Linked DNA regions of Arabidopsis thaliana: region 2 is linked to region 1. Evidence: chromatin contacts called from public ChIA-PET data. All regions are on one chromosome and are shown on one strand. The core of a region is the stretch at or near the end of the contact, and the rest is flanking DNA. Distances in the headings are between cores, read along the strand shown.

What was found. ChIA-PET counts read pairs in DNA pulled down with a chosen protein or histone mark.
Region 2: an H3K4me3 ChIA-PET map of shoot shows a contact between it and region 1, with 12 read pairs. The contact joins the promoter of OFP13 here to the promoter of ADR1-L2 in region 1. A contact is called at or near these places in 10 of 26 Hi-C or Micro-C datasets (callus, cotyledon, leaf and 4 more), 1 of 2 datasets of contacts at active chromatin or transcription factors (shoot) and 1 of 3 other capture datasets (shoot).

Annotation. Positions count from the first base shown.
Region 1 is chr5:1,358,844-1,362,521 of TAIR10.1, forward strand. It overlaps ADR1-L2 (ADR1-like 2), which reads left to right and starts at 1,746. Exons shown (of 5, transcript NM_120554.2): 1 at 1,746-2,586; 2 at 2,785-3,146; 3 at 3,235-3,590. The coding sequence starts at 1,905. AT5G04710 (Zn-dependent exopeptidases superfamily protein) reads right to left here and starts at 1,432. Exons shown (of 9, transcript NM_120553.3): 1 at 1,033-1,432; 2 at 818-953; 3 at 362-634; 4 at 106-247. The coding sequence starts at 1,285.
Region 2 is chr5:1,398,133-1,401,488 of TAIR10.1, forward strand. It overlaps OFP13 (ovate family protein 13), which reads left to right and starts at 1,263. Exons shown (of 1, transcript NM_120564.2): 1 at 1,263-2,652. The coding sequence starts at 1,553. The coding sequence ends at 2,335.

The sequences.
Region 1 (3,678 bases), core at 496-2,995:
AATTCCACAGTTCTCATGATCTAATATCTTAGAAACTTGGTGCATGTTCAGAAACGATGCAGAGGAATGACTCTAGTGACTAACCAAATTATGTCATACTCATACCTGCATGAGTAATGGATGATGAGCATCTTTGGAGGATACATTTTTGTCCTTGGACTCTGCTGAGGATTCATCTGATTTTGTTGCCAGTAGCGGAACAAGTTGGGTCTCCAAATTTGGTTTAAATCCATCACTGTTCACTGTGCTAAACAATACACGAAGAACAAAACAGCATGAATGAGCTTCAAAACATAACTCCACTTGATGGCAAATGCATTAGCCTAAAACTTCACTAGACAAGCTCATGAAAGAAATTTACCGATCAAGATGAATGGCCAAAGTGGGTACCCTTAGTAATGGCCTTTTCACTTTGACAAGCCTATGAACAAACGAGCCATCACTGGCTCTCACAATTGCTCGCCCCGCAACACTTAAGTCTCGATCAAACCATGTGTGCCACAAACCACCTCCATAAGTCTGAACATTCACCATGAGATAGCCAGACTTGGATGAAGCAGACTTCGGTTTAAGTTTAAGACACGGGCTATCGGTGTGAGCAGCTATGGCATGAAAACCATTACCAGGCACATACCTACAAAATGAGGAACAAATGTAGGTTCCCTGAACCCAACAAATAAGGAATCTAAGAAAGAAAAAAAAAACGATTTTTGTGAAGAACCCTTCAATTATCAAAGCTTGAACTAGTTCCAGGATTCATTATCAAAGCCAAACCAAATCTTATACCATGGAAGCATAATTGAATCGGAAGACTCACTTTTCTCCGACAGCAAAAGCAACCAAACAGGACATGTTTCGTGTAAAGAAGTAACGGCCACCAGGTTTCAGATTCCAGTCTTCGTTTTCACTGAGGAGATCAAACCCAGCAGCCAAAAGCTGTCTCTTCGCCTCAGCTGCCAGCAAAGAGAAAAAGACCAATGAGAGTCGTCACTTAAAGTTGAATACCGAAAAGAAAACAATATTTCAATATACCAGTGGCGTGAAACTGTGTCCAGGATTCATTAAGATAATCCAGAAGATCCCCAACAATCGACGCATTAGAATCACTCCCCGGCGATCTCGAATCGCGATGGGAGGTGCAGAGGATTGGAGAGACGGAGGAGAAGGAGCGAAAGGGAGAGCGATGGAGATAAGTAGGAAAAGAGAGAGACTGAGAGAGGAAGGATGAAGGATTGAAGATGGAGGGAAGAGAATGAGTTAGTGGAAGACGAGCTATGGCCGCCATTAATTTCGCTCCGGACTCTAAAGATGAGGTCTTCTTCTGTTATCTCTAAAGTCTAAACCATCCGCCGACGATTACCATCCGCCGGAGATTTGAAGACCACTTCGACTTCGAGAACCGGATTTTGTTTCTTACTGTGTGTCCCCAGTCTTCTAATCTTGAGGAGCTGAGCTGAGGGCCATGGCCCATGAGGATTATATGGGCTATGGTGCCACTTCTATGGGCTTTGGGCCCATGTACTCTTCACATGATTTTATTTGGACCAAAGAACCTTTGCCTTTTATGGTCCACACTTGCATCATTCCAATTTTATTGAACGCGTGTTAAGGACGTGTCTTTATGTATTGGGCCTTATTAGGCTTCAGTACTTTGCCCTTGGGCCTTATTAGACATAATTACATGAAAGATGATGACATTAATTTGCCAAAAGTCTTTATCTTTATTGGGTCTCCGTAGACTTTACCAAAAGGTGACTGCAACGAAGCTTCGTTAATGGGTTCCACAACGTCACCTACTTGTTTACTTCCTTTTGTTTTGTTTACTTCGTTGCTTGTTACTCCACTCTTCCTTGCCTTTTCTTCTCTCCACTTATCTCTCTCTCTTTTTCTCATCGGCCTTTGCCATGGCAGATATAATCGGCGGCGAAGTTGTGACGGAGCTCGTGAGGCAGCTCTATGCGGTTTCTCAAAAAACCCTCAGATGCAGAGGCATCGCCAAAAATCTCGCCACCATGATCGATGGTCTTCAACCAACGATCAAGGAGATCCAATACAGCGGCGTCGAGCTCACACCTCATCGCCAGGCTCAGTTGCGTATGTTCTCGGAAACCTTAGACAAGTGTAGGAAGCTCACCGAGAAAGTTCTTAAATCCAGCCGTTGGAACATGGTTAGACAGCTACTCCATGTTAGGAAAATGGAGAATCTTCAGAGTAAAGTGTCTAGCTTTCTCAACGGTCAATTGTTAGTCCATGTTCTCGCTGATGTTCATCATGTTCGAGCCGATTCTGAATTCCGGTTCGATCGGATTGATAGGAAGGTTGATAGTTTGAATGAGAAGCTTGGTTCTATGAAACTCAGGGGAAGTGAATCGTTGCGTGAGGCGTTGAAGACGGCCGAGGCTACCGTTGAGATGGTGACAACCGATGGTGCTGATTTGGGGGTGGGATTGGATTTGGGAAAGAGGAAGGTGAAGGAGATGTTGTTTAAATCCATTGATGGGGAAAGACTTATTGGTATCTCTGGGATGAGTGGTTCAGGGAAAACCACTCTTGCCAAAGAGCTTGCCCGGGACGAGGAGGTTCGAGGTAATGACTTTTCTTTGCTGGCCTCTGATTCCATATCGTTTGTTAATTTGCTTGGTACATCTTTGTGATCTCTATTGCAGTGGCTTTGTGGTGTTTCTTAATGGTATATTTTGTTGGTTTATCTTGATGATCATGCTTCTATTGTTTTGTTGTATAGTTGAGTTGCTAAAATTGCTTTCATTTACTGCTTTTATACAGGCCACTTTGGGAACAAGGTTTTGTTTCTGACTGTGTCACAATCTCCCAATCTTGAGGAGCTTAGAGCCCATATATGGGGATTTCTTACTAGTTATGAGGCTGGGGTTGGTGCTACTCTTCCAGAATCGAGGAAGCTAGTGATCCTTGATGATGTTTGGACAAGGGAATCTCTGGACCAGCTGATGTTCGAAAATATTCCTGGAACCACAACTCTTGTGGTCTCACGGTCTAAACTCGCAGATTCTAGAGTCACTTATGATGTAGAGTTACTCAATGAACATGAAGCAACGGCCCTGTTCTGTCTCTCTGTTTTCAATCAGAAATTAGTGCCTTCAGGGTTCAGCCAAAGTTTGGTCAAGCAGGTAATTGGTCTGCTTTAGGTGACACATGCATAGTAGCAATGTTCTTTTTTGCTTTCAGTACTCATATTGTATTGACTCTGTTTGGTAGGTTGTTGGGGAGTGTAAAGGTCTACCTTTGTCTCTGAAAGTCATTGGTGCTTCATTGAAAGAACGACCTGAAAAATATTGGGAAGGTGCAGTGGAGAGGCTATCAAGAGGTGAACCTGCTGATGAAACTCATGAGAGTAGAGTGTTTGCTCAAATCGAAGCAACTCTAGAAAATCTTGACCCTAAAACCAGAGATTGTTTCTTGGTTCTCGGTGCTTTCCCTGAAGATAAGAAGATCCCTCTTGATGTTCTCATCAACGTGTTGGTTGAGTTGCATGATCTCGAGGATGCAACTGCTTTTGCTGTTATTGTTGATTTAGCAAACAGGAATCTCCTTACTCTTGTGAAAGATCCAAGGTACGGTTGGTTATAAAACTCTTTATGATCTGATCTCTTGTAGCCACTTTCAACGGTTTTATTCGTTCTTAGCTAATGTAATTACCAT
Region 2 (3,356 bases), core at 13-2,512, 39 kb after region 1:
GATCATATATTTTACCTTAGTAAAGAAAATCGTCCAAGAAATTCATCATTAATTAAAAACATACATATAACATAGTCCTTCTTCGAATATAAGACTTCAATTCCTCAAAAAAAATTAAACGAAATAAATTATTTTTAAATATATATTCAAGAAACTGATGTTCATCGAGTTTAATTATTCAGTTGAATTACAATTCTTACTTTTAGAAATTTGTATTGCGACCAAGAAGAAACATTCTTTAAGCTCAAAGCTTCATATAATTTACACATACGTAATTTATAGATAACACGTTGACCGAGAGTATTAGAAGCTCACAGTGCTTATAGGAAAGTCAAAACTGACTGCATCAGTACGATTTTTACGTGTTCGTTTATGGATTATATAATACAAAATAGCTTATACATCAGTTTTAAAAAAATTAAACAAATTAATTAAGATGTAAAACACTATTAAAGTCGTAAAGAGAGAGTAATTAAAAATGAGAAGAAGATTTGACAAGACGAGCCAATAGACAAGAATGTAGTACCGTCAATCAACCTTTATAAAGTAGTAGTAGTATATAAAATTACTAAATGTTTATTGGGATTTGTTTTTCTGCAACATTTTCTTGTAAGCAATCGTTTTTAATGCTTTGTGTTCTGCACAGTGCTTTGTCATTGGCTCGGGACTAACATTTTTTCTAGTATTATTTTATTTTATTTTAATTAAAATATTTAATTTTTCTTGTCTTCAACCAAATTGAATGCTACTGCTGTGTCTTACTATACTTGTTCATGAGTATAATATTATCATCTTAAATTTAGATAACAAAGACAAAATAAAAATTCAAATTCCCATAGAGCCATTATATCGTGTTTGCATGAAACTTTTGTTAGTTAAAAAATACAAATTCAACCTCTCCAACAAGGCAATAACAACCCATGGAGCTAATAATATGTAAACTGCATGAGGATAAGTGTTTTCGTCACACAAGAAGATTGTCAATTTTTCAAAACAGCAAAATATTTGTAAAAAACATAATTCTTCCACTCATGTGTATATCAATAAAATCACAACGACAAAAACATTATTGTAAAATGTAGCAATAAACTATTTGTAAAAATAATATATCTCCATTATAAAAACATTTTTGTAAAATTGATCAATTATTAGATCGAATAGTGTAGAAAAAACCAATATTAAAAATTTGGATTGTAGCAAATCAAATATTGGAAAAAACTATTGAAATCCCGGTTGAACAGAAAACGAATCGAAAAAGCTAACCACAAAGCAAAACAAAAACAAACTATCAACTTCAATCATCGTAATTTTTATAGTTAAGACTTTAGACTAAATAAGTAAAAGCACTTCAAATAACTAACCAGAAAAAAATGGAAAATTAACAACAAATAGAAAAATATCCCAAAATTAAATAGACACATGACCTGACCCCACCAGCTCTCTCTTCTCTCCCCATATATCGCATTCCCTCCAACTCCTTCCTCTTCCATTAATTACTAAACCCAAACCCAACCAAAGATCTTCACAAAGAAAAAAACAATTGGTGGTATCAATGGGGAAGAAGAAGATGAAACTCTCTTCTCTGTTCAAAGGCGGAGCCGGAGGATTACTAGCGGTTCCTCTCTGTTACAATGCCAAAACTCTTTCGTTCCGAGTCGGCGACGACATGATCAAGACGGTGAACTCTGTTTTCTTCGACCACCACCACAACAACAACAATGGAGGAGATTTGTTGGAAGCGGAGACGCCTGAGTCATGGTTTACTAACTCGTCCGAGACAGCGAGTCACTCAACCGAGTCGGATCAAGACCTTGACGCTGAGTCCTTAGAGATGGTGGTTCGTGGCGTTGTTAGATCGGAGCGGTTATTCTTCGATCCAGGAGTTACGAGTTCGATTCTGGAAGAGATTGAAGAGAAATCGAAATCGGATTTGAAATCGAAGGAAACGGTTGCGGTGGGAGAAGATCGGAGTACGCCGATTGAGGAGATTAGTGTCGCGGTGGCGATGGAATCCGAGGATCCGTACGGTGATTTCCGGCGATCGATGGAGGAGATGGTGACGAGTCACGGTGAGTTGGCTAAAGATTGGGAGAGCTTGGAATCGATGCTCGCTTGGTATTTGAGGATGAATGGGAGGAAGAGTCACGGCGTTATCGTCAGTGCTTTTGTTGATCTTCTCTCTGGACTCTCTGATTCCGGCGCCGGAATAACGTCGGCTTCGGTATCGGATTCGGCTCGTTATTCAACCGCCGTTTCGTCTTTGCCGTCGTCGCCGGTTTATTCGTTATCTCAAGGTCAGACGGAGATTCAAGAGGAAGAGAGACGGAGCTGTTAAAAATAAAAAAAGGCTTAAGATTCGGTTTTAAATTTTTTAATCTCCGGTTTTGTTTAGATTAATTAACCCTTTTTGGATTTTGTAAAAAGTAATTAGTGGTTAGAGGAAAAAGAACCATTAAATATATATCAAAAATATTTTTAGAGCCATTATTGTTGATTTATGTGTATAACAGTGCCTTTTGTCATAACTCGAAAGTTACACTATTTTTCCCCCAAAATTCATGAAACTCAGCGAAGTTTATGCCAACAGATTCAGAGAAATTTTGTATAACAGCCCCATTTTAAAAGGAAATATACATAAGAATAAATTCTGTGATACTTCTTTTTATTTAAGCTCTTTATTTTTTACTTCTTTTTTAGGTTTTAAAGGACATAGAATTATAATTTCTCATTTTTTTTGCAGGCATATTATATAGCCTTTCTCATTAGATGTAGGCATGTAGCTCCTTTGGCATCCATATTAAAAATTTTTTTGTCACAAATATTGGACCTTACATTTTTTTTCCCCAAATAAAATTTGGTATTACGAATTTTCGATGGTTACACAAGGACTACTACACTAACATAAACTGTAAGACTCATTAAATATCATGCTCGGATAATTCATGTATTAACATTAATAACATAGAGATTTTATTTATTGATTTGACTCTTAAAAGCATCATCACGTAAGATATTTAGCAAAACCCTTTTTGTGATATCCATGCTGGAGTTAAAATCTTGAAAATAAGCGTAATAGAAACACCCGTAGTGTATGTATAAATGTAATTGTCATGAACTTATGAGATTCAAGTTTTAAAAATACAGAAAAGGATAGTGTATTTACGAGGGTGCATTAAAAGAGAATGTTGGTCTATAGTAACGTTTGAATTGAAATGTTACAAAAGAGATTTGTAATTTGTATTTTGTATTGTGAAGTGAATGGAGTAACATGAGATGAGCAATGGTGCTGTGGTCAGTGGTCACACACACACAGGCCCTGTGAATCCCAACATCATAGACCTACTCACTTCTCTCTT